2 separate regions of the Arachis hypogaea genome follow, and region 2 is linked to region 1. The links are chromatin contacts, called in public Hi-C maps. All regions are on one chromosome and are shown on one strand. Each heading gives the region's core, a stretch centred on a gene start, on an enhancer-like site or on the middle of the called end of the contact. The rest is flanking DNA. Distances are from core to core; before and after follow the strand shown.

The links. Hi-C and Micro-C count contacts between places; a contact is called where the count stands out from the background.
Region 2: a Hi-C map of an unstated tissue shows a contact between it and region 1, with 2.3 times the contacts expected there. The contact joins the enhancer-like site here to the promoter of LOC112765023 in region 1. A contact is called at or near these places in 2 of 8 Hi-C or Micro-C datasets (leaf and an unstated tissue).

What each region holds. Positions count from the first base shown.
Region 1 is chr7:158,754-164,779 of arahy.Tifrunner.gnm2.J5K5, forward strand. LOC112765023 reads right to left here and starts at 2,769. Exons shown (of 10, transcript XM_025810879.3): 1 at 2,366-2,769; 2 at 1,779-1,884; 3 at 1,520-1,673; 4 at 1,166-1,226; 5 at 973-1,079; 6 at 689-865; 7 at 26-298. The coding sequence starts at 2,448. It overlaps LOC112765022 (pentatricopeptide repeat-containing protein At4g21065), which reads left to right and starts at 2,686. Exons shown (of 7, transcript XR_011864232.1): 1 at 2,686-3,108.
Region 2 is chr7:195,217-201,242 of arahy.Tifrunner.gnm2.J5K5, forward strand. LOC112766026 (tryptophan aminotransferase-related protein 2) reads left to right here. Exons shown (of 5, transcript XM_072199844.1): 3 at 766-1,067; 4 at 1,772-2,070; 5 at 2,472-2,759. The coding sequence ends at 2,659. Among protein-coding and RNA genes, the nearest start is that of LOC112766026, 10 kb to the left of the region's middle. Within about 2 kb of position 3,580, at least 3 of the 3 cell types and tissues checked have open chromatin away from gene starts, as enhancers often do.

The DNA of each region.
Region 1 (6,026 bases), core at 1,519-4,018:
ACAAATAAAAGTGAAAAATGCAAACCTGTTTTGACTCGTACCAGATCGAGATGTACTTCACTGATAGGGGCAGATCGAAATTTCCCTCCCCGAGAAGGGATAGATGGATGCCGCTTTGCAGATTGCTTTACAATTCTTCCAACCAACCTAGCCGCCGTATCTTTTCCATCCTTTTTGGATCCTTTAACCATTTCCCAATCCCACATGTCCACAACTGGAAACTCCGAAACCAGATCTGTTTCTGATTCAATGACTTGACCATATTGAGCTCGCCATTTCTCTTCGTCTGATAGGATACCTATAACAGCATTCAGCATCAGGCATATGAACAAAAAAGAGGCAAGTAATTCCAAGTTCCAACCACGTGATAAAAATTCAACTATGAATTCATGCAGAGAATGAAAAACACTTGATAGAACACTCAAAGCAAACTAGATTGCTGAAAACAAAACAAGGAAACAAGCTAATATTAGGTTATTTGATTTTTCACGGAAATAAGCAATTGATAGGTATTGACTTACAGTATACTCAGTGCACAACATAATGATCTTTCTACAAATTACTTCTAGGTGTAAAGAGAATAGATGAAATATCAAACCTAGTAAATTACTATATGATAAAATACGATATATGTTGTTGAACTCTGTCGATATAATATTAAGCTTACAAGCACACATCTGTAACATACCTTCATCTGTGGTACTTGCATCAGCTGTGCCATTTAACTGATTTAAGTCCTCGGCATCTGGGATCCACTCACCCTCTTCCAGATCATAAGTATCGCTGTAAGCTATACCTTCATCAACAGTAGTTTTATCAACTATGCCATTTGCAGCTACTGGCCCTGGGATCCACTTGTCACCCACTTCACAAGTATTGTCATTAACCATACATTCAGGAAACAGATAATTTAGAAGCAGGGTAGTTTTACATTTTTCTAAGTTAAAAAGCGTCAAGGGGTATATGACAAACCATCAGCAGATCCATCATCTGTTTCCAAGGGTACTGTCATTGTATCAGCTGTGCTATTTTCTGTCTTGTAGCCAGACAAGTAAAGATCAATAAGCGTGTCCTCTAACCTGTACATTAGCAAGATGAATAAGTCCAAGGGATAATTTTGAATATATAATCATTTCAATGGAATAAGTTTCTTGAAGGTACATACCATTCTGATGGTGGCGGAGGAGGGTTTTCAATAGTTGGAGTGCTCACAGAATTCAAGAGATCTATTACAAATACATCTACTTAGTTAACTGTCGTCACTCATTCATTACCACTACATGCTTGAAACACGTAATGTCGATGCTCAAAGAGTACTAGAAATCAATTGTCAATTGGTTAAAATAACTGAAGTGCAAATGTAATGTGGCACACGGCAGTAACCCCTTGTTGTTGGCTACTGCAGAACCTGCTTTCGACCATCATCATACTGTAATATTGTTTCCAGAGCATACCTCAGCTCAGATACTATGATTATCAAGAATTAATCAAATTTGACACTTAAGCTAACACTACATACCATAGTCTGGATCATTAGACAAGCTTTCTGTCCGCTGGTAAGCTTTGAATTCACTTTCGAGGAAGGAAGGGTATTCCTCATTGTTGTTACCATATACTTGTTCTGTGCTTTCTGGAGCAGCTTCTTCACACGGATATGTTTCTTCACCATCATCCTGAGACAACATGCAAAAGGAACGTAAATCGTCGACTTGACACGACAGTGATCAAAGGGTTTAGTTCTTAAGAAACCAGATGTAGATTAATTGAGAACCTGTTACCTTATTGGAATCTAAAAGCACATAATTCCCATCCTCAAATTTATAATAATGACCATCTCTGCTACTATAGTACCAACCAGCATTGGGGTCATGGTAAAATCCACTACTGCAAGAAATTAATCTACGTTAGAGTAAGAACCAGAACTTGATACGAGTCTGTGGATTCTAACTAGCTTAGCCTCAGCAATAATAATGCTGCAACAATATACTATGAGCTTTAAGCCTTTTAACAACCATTTCAATCAGTTACAGGAAGTTAAATTACGATTTTAGGTACCTCCTATCTAAACCCTAAATTTCTGCAGTACCAAGCGTTTATCATAACATATTGTAAACACATTAAGCTCATCATCATCTAAATTAGTGAACGAATCCTCATTCTGACGACAAAAAAAGATAAAAATTACAATTTGACGAAAGGAAAATGCAAATCATTCCACATGCAGAAAATCAACTGCAACGCAATCTGTGTAATTAAGATATGAACGTGTGATCATGATGGAAGAAAAAAGTAGGATTAAGAACGTATGGAGTAACCACTAATCACATGAATTGTTTGAAATTTAGAGAATAATAAGAAAGGAAACCTTGCATGAAAGTATAGCTGTGAATTTTCATCCCAAACAAAAACGGAATCGCTTTTTTCCGAATTTTGAGAGTCCCAATCCATAATTCCTCTTTCTTCTTCTTCTTCTGCAGCTTCTGAATTTGTCTGGTTTTGCTCTCTCTCTCTCTCGATTGATTGATTATTGTTGGGCTCAATTTTTGGTTGAAGCTATTGGGCCTTTTTAAGTTGTAAGTTCTGGGCCTAGCCCAAATATTACAGGTCCATTCTTAAACAGAATTGGTAGCGGGAGGCCTAGCACAGATAGCATTCCATAGTACCCATGGTAGTGTGTGTGAGACTGTAAGTGTGTTGTGTGGGTGTGTAAAGCATGGATGTAATGTCTAAAATTTAGAGTTGTCCAATCCCCACCCAAAAAAAAAAAAAGAATTGGTTCTTTCGGGATTTGATCCCAAATATTACAGCTTCTGTATTCTTAAACAGAATTCGTCTTCGTCTGCCACTCTGCCCTCTGGTCGCCGTCGCCGTCGTCGTCGTATACTCGGTGAAGGTCAGTGCTCAGTGCTCGCGTTGTCTCTTTTTTGCGTCGCGACAGCGCCGCCGTACTTGTTCGCGGGGTCGCGGTGGAGCACACCGAAGAACCACTAGCGCCACCCTCGTTCATCGCGCCACCACGGTTCATCGCACCTCCGTCCTTGTTGCCATTCACCGAGGCACCGACCCTGGTGCCATTGCTTCGCTCCGCCGTGCGACAACAGATCCACAGTGAGTTTTGCTCAATTGAATTTCTTAGATCTAAACTTTCAATGTGCACTTCTATTACTTCTTCTACTGCATTTCTGATTTTTGAATTTTGGCATGAAGTATTTTAGTTGATGCAGTTGGTTCTACTGTTGCCGAATTTGTGGTGCTGCTTCATTGTAATTACTAATTTGTAATCATATAATTTCTGTTGTTGCTGATTTTGCATCTGAAATTGTGGTTGGTAATTGCTGAATTGTTGTTTGATTCTAGCAAGATTGAAGGCATATCTAGTTAGCGATGATTGAACCATCTTAGAGCTTTCCCTTCCATAACTTGAATCACTGAATGATTAGCTATGATTCCCTTCTATATCTAGTTGTTCTGAACTCTGTATTCTTGGTGTTATTGAATCATTGAATGCTTTTTTTTTTTTGGTTAATCTTTGGAAAAAGGTTATTAAATTTTGTTAAAATTATGCTGAGATTTTGCTAAAATTCTGATTGGCTGAAAATTTTGTTAATTTTTATTAAAATTATATTAAAAATTTTGTTAAAAGTTTGGCGGAGCTTTTATTTGTTCATTATGATCAGTGTTTTGTTAGAGAAAAAATAAATTTGTCGTATTTGCTTTTAATGAAGAAATAGATGAATTGAATTAACTGAATTAATTAAATAAGTAAATGATCGAATATTTGTTATTTATTTGGTTAATTCAATGGATTTCTTTTGTATTTTACAACTATCTTAATGAGTTCAATAGTGATATAATGATTAATGAGTGATAAATTGTTAATAATTATTAATTAATGAGATTAAAAGTTATATTAGATTTTGATTGATGTAGTGTTATTTTAAATTTGAAAAAATTTATATTTGATTATAATTATATTTGAAGTGTTTATTTATAATTTATTTATTATTTTATTATAAAATAATTTTTCAGTTGAAGTACCGTTGAATTGGTTAGACTAGTAAACCAGTAAATTCGTAGTTAGAGCTGATCGATCATCAATCCAGTTTTCAGAACCTTGGTCATTCCACTAGTAATACATATTAAATAACGAAAAGACGAAGTGGCGGTGACTAGTGAGCATGAGTGGGTGGTGTTGTGATGGAGCTGAGAAGCATGTCCGACGCGCTCCAATTCCACGCGCAACTCCTGAAAGGGGGCACCCAAAACGACGACGCAGCGCGCAACGTCTCCAAGCTCTTCACTTTCGCCGCCCTCTCTCCCGGCGGTGACCTCTCCTATGCTCGCCTCCTCCTCCGCTCCATCCCCCGCCCCAACTCCTATTACTATAACACCATCATCCGCGCCTATTCCCGCAGCCCCGACCCCACCCACCACTTCCACGCCCTCTCTCTCTTCCTCTCCATGCTCCACCACCAACCTGCCCAACCTGATAACTTCACTTACCCCTTCCTCCTTAAGTGTCTCGCCCGCTTGAAACTCACCCCACAAGGTAAACAGATCCATGCTCTCATCACTAAGACGGGTTTTGGGTCGGATCAGTATATCCAGAACGCCTTGATCCATATGTATTCTGAATTTGGCGAGTTGGGGTTTGCTCGCAAGGTGTTTGATAGAATGCCTCTTAGGGATGTGGTTTCTTGGACTTCAATGATTGATGGCCTTGTCAACGCTGACCGCCACGTCGACGCCTTGGCCTTGTTTGATAGCACGCTGAAGGCTGGGATAGAGGTCAATGATGCCACGGTGATGTCTGTTTTGAGGGCCTGTGCTGAAACCGGAGCTTTGAGTGTGGGGAAGAAGGTGCACATGATTGTGAAGGAGAAGGGGATTGATTCTAAGGCGAATGTTGGCACTGCCCTTGTTGATATGTATGCTAAAAGCGGGTGCTTGGAGAGTGCACGGAACGTGTTTGACAATGTTGTGGACAAGGATGTTTTTGTTTGGACCGCAATGATCTCTGCCCTTGCTAGCCATGGAATGTGCCAGGAAGCTATTGGGATGTTTGCTGAGATGGAAACCTGTAGGATAGAACCTGATGAGAGGACAATGACAGCAGTTCTCTCAGCGTGTAGGAATTCAGGCTTGGTTAATGAAGCTTATGTGTTTTTGAATGATGTGCCAAAACGTTATGGTATAGAGCCTACAATTCAGCATTTTGGCTGTGTGGTGGACCTCCTCGCGAGAGCAGGGCGTTTGAAGGAAGCCGAGGATTTCATTAATACAATGCCTATAAAGCCTGATGCAGTTCTTTGGAGGACCCTGATATGGGCCTGCAAACTTCATGGGGATACCGACAGAGCAGGGCGTCTCATGAAACACCTCAAACTGCGAAGGAGAACTGCTGATGATGATAGTGGGAGTTACATACTCGCTAGCAATGTTTATGCGTCTGCAGGGAAGTGGTGTAACAAAGCAGAGGTGAGAGAGTTGATGAACAGAAGGGGATTAACTAAGCCTCCAGGGTGTAGTAGGATTGAAGTTGATGGCACTGTATGTGAATTTTCTATGGGAGATTATAATCACCCTGAAGCAGAGAAAATATATGACAAATTGGATCAGATTGTAGATGAAATTAGAAAGGAAGGGTATAATCCGAGAGTATCAGAGGTGTTGCTTGAGATGGATGATGAGGATAAGGCCATTCAGTTACTTCATCATAGTGAGAAGCTAGCTCTTGCTTATGGACTAATCAGGAATAGGCAGGGTTCCAAAATCCGGATTGTGAAGAATCTAAGGTCTTGTGAGGACTGTCATGAGTTTATGAAACTAGTGTCTAAGATATACCAAAGAGAGATCATAGTAAGGGACAGGATACGTTTCCATCATTTCAAAAATGGTGACTGCTCTTGCAAGGATTACTGGTAGCTATGGTATCTGCTTTGGCCATGGAAACATTCGAATTAATGTTCAGTGACGATGTGGACATGATTGAAGATCATGAGTGCAACTCATTAATCAGCTATGGC
Region 2 (6,026 bases), core at 2,330-4,829, 37 kb after region 1:
TTCTAAACATTTTTTATCTTAAACTGGATTGATATAATAGTCAATTTTCAATTAACCAAATCCAACTGGTTCAATTTGATTTTTGAAACACTATCTTTGATTATTGAATATATAAACTTAGAGATTCAACTATTTTTAATATATATTTTTATATAAATAACTAATTTTTTATATACACGAAATACAATTAGTAAAATAATATATTTAATTAGAGCATTCAAACTGTTACTACGAATCTACCATTTCTTCTATATCTGTTTCCCAGAATTGATTTAATGCCTCCTTTCTCTCTCTATGTTTATTTAATTATTAATAGATAACAAATTTTTTTTGTATATTTATTTTATTTTATATAATAAATTGATACATATTTTATGATTTTATAATTAAAAGGTATATGTTAATCTAGTATAAGTATAAAATAATTAAATATAAATTAAATAACACTCATAAATAAGACGATGACAGTGGATACAATATACAGTTTGCATGTGCTGAACTGATGAGTGATGACAGTCAAAATAAGTAGATTTGACATTTGAAAATCTTACTAGAGAATAGAGATTATTATAAAATGTGAATGTTATGGTCTCTAAAAGGTAATGTTTATTTATAAAAAAAAATAAAAAATTAATATTTAATTTAAAAATATAAAAATAAAAATTTTTAAAAAATTAAAATTTACTAAAAAAATAAGTTACACAAAATTTAGACAGTAATTCATAGACACAGTAGAATTAACTTCATTATTAATGAATGCATAAGATGAGAGATGTTGAAATGCAGTCATACCCATCAATGACGGATTACCAGAAATCAGGGCTATACAAATGGGGTGGTGATGCTGACAAGTTTGACAAAAGTGGGCCCTACATTGAGTTAGTTACTTCTCCCAACAACCCTGATGGCTGCGTCAGGCGTTCAGTGCTCAATCGCTCTGAGGGTCTACTGGTCCACGATCTTGCTTATTACTGGCCTCAGTACACTCCTATTTCTTCCCCTTCCAACCATGATCTTACCCTTTTCACTCTTTCTAAGACTACTGGTCATGCTGGAATGCGCATTGGGTTTGTCTCTTCCTAACTTTCATACATTGCATTCTATTCTAATACCTGGAAATTAATTCGGTCGTTGTTAGTTTCATATGAAGTTGATAGCTGAGAATCGTTAAATGATTTGACATTTTTTACTAAATTGTCAACTAACGGATTCTTAATTATCAACTTTACATAAAATGACTGCACTTGAATTTTTACTATTCTAATAAAGATTGGGATTTGATAGGTCTTTCTGTTGGTCTTCAATTCGTGTGCATAGTTAAAAAGATCGATAGAAAGACCTATCTAATTAATATATCTGAGTCGTAGAATTGTTAATATGATTATTCATTGATATGATGGCTATGTTTCTGTTTTCTTTTTACACATCATGTTTGTATCACTATCAAACAATATACTAATAAGATTCGGTAAAAGCTCATACATAATTGTCTTTATATGAAATTGATAGTTATAAATCGTTAGATGATTTAAAATATTCGACTAAATTATTATTCAACGATTTTCAGTTATCAAACTTCGTATTAAAGTAATTCTGAGATGATACTTGTGCGTAATTCTGAGAGAATTGGCCTAAAAGCCTATTGAATCAATTAAACTTCTAAAAAATGCATTAATCTTTTGCAAATATCTAAAAGATTTGAACACTAATGATCATATTAGTAGTATGCTATGTCCTTGTGAAAGATTTGAATTTACACTAAGATTTGTAGGTGGGCTCTTGTGAAAGACAAAGAAGTAGCAAAGAAAATGACCAAATTCATAGAGCTCAATACCATAGGAGTCTCTAAGGACTCACAGCTTAGGGCCGCCAAGGTTCTGAGGGCAGTTTCCGACAGCTGCGAACTACAAGGCGGCGGCGAATCCTTCTTCCAGTTCAGCCACAAAATCATGTCAGACAGATGGAAACAACTCAGAGAAGCAGTTCAACGTAGTAATGGATTCTTCAGTGTCCCTACATTCTCTCCTTCTTTTTGCACCTTCTTTAATCAAAATTTGGAGCCTCATCCAGGTAATAATAATAAACTAAAATGGTGTTCATACATTATTGAAGCAAAAATACCAATAATTTTCCCCTTTGGGACAAAAAAATATTTTGTTTTCGTTTCTAATTTTGATATATTGACCATGTAAAATATTTTACATAGTCGTTTAATCAGATGATTGGATGTACGTATAAAATTGTTTTATACTGACAGTATATTAAAATAAATTCTCAAAATATAACCTAATTAAAATCTGTGTTACTCTCTTGAAACAAATATTTCCTTAGATACAAATTTCCAACACTTTCTAAACAAATATTCTCAAAATTCTTCTTAAAGTACTACATATTGCAAAATAATTAAGTTATTATTATTATATACTGAATTTTATTTTGATGTACTGACACTGTAAAACGTTTGTACACAGCATTTGTGTGGCTAAAATGTGAAAGAAATGTAGAAGACTGCGAAAGCTTTCTTAGAGGACACAACATATTAACAAGAAGTGGAACACACTTTGGAGTTAGCCAACAATATGTAAGAATTAGCATGTTGGATACAGATGAAAATTTTATGCACTTTCTACACAGACTCTCTACTATAAACTTTCGATAGTAGTAGTACTTGCACCTTAATTAACACAATGTATAATGTATAATATTATATTATATTAGTTAGTTTCGACATTATATAATTGATGTATGGTTTGTGGAAAGAGATACATGCGCACCAAATCATGATGATAATATGTTTGTATGCTGGTTAAGATGTTTAGGACTTAATTAATGTAGGGGAATTCTGTTACATGTAGAACAATAGAGTTTTCACGCTTAGGTGAACTAATTAATTTGATCTTGTTTTCTCTTAAGAAACATACCGCTTCTAATTTTATTAATGAAGTTTTCATCACAATTAGAATAAAGTCAAAGGACACATTTTATTATTATTATTATTATTATTATTATTATTATTATTATTATTATTATTATTATTATGTAAAAGTCTTGAGGGTCAGCAATTTTTTAAAAAGTTGGCCAGTATTTAATCATCAAAAGAAAATTGAATGATTCTACACTATTAGATTTAATCTCACACCATTAAAAATATTATTAATGACCAATTGATGGTTACAAAACACAAAAGTTGCTTGGTTTCCCATGGTATCTTCTAACCCGACAGGTTAAGGACTAATCCGTCGTTGTACTGAACTTCATTTAAGGGTTTGTCGTTGACCAATGAGTTGCTGCATGTATCAAGTGGAATTCGAACCCTCGACACTTACTTAAGCAGACTAGTGAGCTAATCACTGAACTAATCTAACTTAGTTTATTTTTTATTATTAATATACAAAATCTCATCATATTTTTATTATTCTCGATTTCTCAAAAATCACACTAGGCAATTAATTGGGAAGTAAATTTATTTTCTTTTTGTTTAAAAAAAAAAAGAAAGGTGGCCCATAGATTAGCCCTAGATCCTTTGCTCCATGAGGACTTTTAGCCCTATGGGCTTTTTGAAAAGTTGGCCCGTTTGGTTGTAAGGCATTTTATTGTGATATTATCTTGGCCCTATGAATTAGGATTCAAAGCCCTACGAGATCAGCCCTATTGACAGTATTAATGCATATGGATTTGTGTATGCTTAATTATCCAATATGAATCATAATTCAACATTAATCGGAAAACATGTGCACCAACGTAAGCTGGCACAAATGAATGAAGGTCTGTCTCCTTTAATCATTTCTCTCGAGTTCAATATTCACTAGAAAATAAGAATAGAGTTTGTTTATTTAGAAGGGTCATCCACTTTGTGTTTTTATCAATATTTGAGGGATTAATTATTGGATTTCTAACATAATAGATACTCTGATACAAAAAAAAAAAAAAAGACAATGTGTACCTTTTACAATGAAACTACCTGCAAAGTGCAAACTCTACGCTATTAATATAGAGACAATTTAATTAATAGACTAATAAATTAATTATTAGACCAACCTATGATTATTAACTTATATTGTAACTTTATTTTTTTTTTATCCTAAATTCTGCATCTAAATAATTCAAAGAATATGAGGCCCAAAGTTCAAACAAAAGAATGCAAGAGCTCGACCCAAACCAGCAAAAATATTTGGATCCAATTACCGAATAACCATTTACATAAGTATCTCCAAGAGTTGAAAAGATATTTCACTAGTTAAAAACTTAGACTTAATTTAAGCTTAATTGTCTACTTATGTTGATTACATACATATATGGGTGCGGCTATTAGCTAGTACTTACCTGCCTTCTACTTTAATATGATATATTAGCTAGTACTTACACTTAAATTGGTTTTTAATGAGCCATGCTACATAGCCAAAAATCACATTAATAACATTCTCACTTATAAGAGATCAAGGTGGAAATCACTCTTTTTAATTAATTGACACAATTAATTTATTTTTATAAATATTTCTTTTTATTTAATACACCAAAAATCAAATTTATTTTTATGAGAATCAAATCCAAAAAATCTCTCCCTCATTATTAACTTATTACATCTATAATTATATAATCTTTATTTAAAATGAAAGATTAAATCCTGATATTATTAACCCTAAAAAATATTTTCAAATCACCACAATATACTATGTAAAAAAAAATTCAAAATATCAAACTCGATTAATCTCAATTTATTGAAAATAAAAAACATAAAAAATATTGGTTTGTGACTTGCAATATAAAAAAATAATAATAAATTATAATAAATCAATTTCAATTTGTAGATTATAGAATTATATTTTTAAAATTATAAATATCATATATATAAAATTATGGATGTTAAATTAAATATATTTTAATAACTTCTACAATACACAATTCATATTTTTACATACAAATTATATATTATAAAATAAAATAAAAAAAAATATGAAAAAAAATATTAAATATAATTATTAACAGATCAGATTAAAATCAATCAATAAATAAAAAATATTTTATAACAAAAAAAATTAGTTAAAAATAGTCATAATTTATCTTATTTATTTAGCATTCATTAATTGTTATGACAATTAATGAATATTAAATAAGATAAGTTATGGCTATTTTTTTTATTTCTCTAGTATTACCGTAAATAAATATACATATGAATATTAACTAAAAATATTAAAATAATTTAATATCATGATCTATTGAGACACATGTGAAATAATTTAAAAGATAGGACAATATTTGTAGAAAAAAATTTATTACATTGTTAATAAGAATTGAACACTTATAAAATAGAGATGAATAAGCAATTTTATTTTCTTATAAAAATAGCATATGGCTTCAGGAATTTTAATATTATAAGACAAATTTTCTATCACAAAGTTGCATATGATCTTTAGGAATACAAATTTTATATTTTGTGAAATAATATTATTTATAGAAAATACATTGATTGCTAATAGATTAATACATTATATATTATTAATATATATTTTTAATACAATCAAATATTTTAATATTAAATATAATTATTATTAAAATCAATTTTAGTATAAAAAATCAAAAGAGGCGTGAGAGGATAAAAACTAAATATAGTTTAATTATATTAATTAATGTAAAAGAAGGAATGTTTTGGCTGCTCCCTGAACTTTCGTTTCCAAACTTTCTCGATTAATTAATTATATTTTTGGAGCAATAATTGAAGTGATGATGACGAAATTAATGACCGAAAGCGCAAAATTTATATTGTGAGGGACCTTAATTGGTTGATGCCATTGCCATGTTGGTATGCTCTTTCCGCTCAAGTCAGAAAAAAACTATGCCTCATGCACACAGTTTAATTTACTACATAAAATTAAAAGATATTCCACCTTTTTCAATTTCAGTTACTGTTATATATAATTAATTAATAATTTAATATATATATATATATATATATCTCTTCTCAAATAGAGAAGCATGCTTTAATCCCATGCATCAGAACCCTTCTAGAAGACCCAAAAATTTTATTT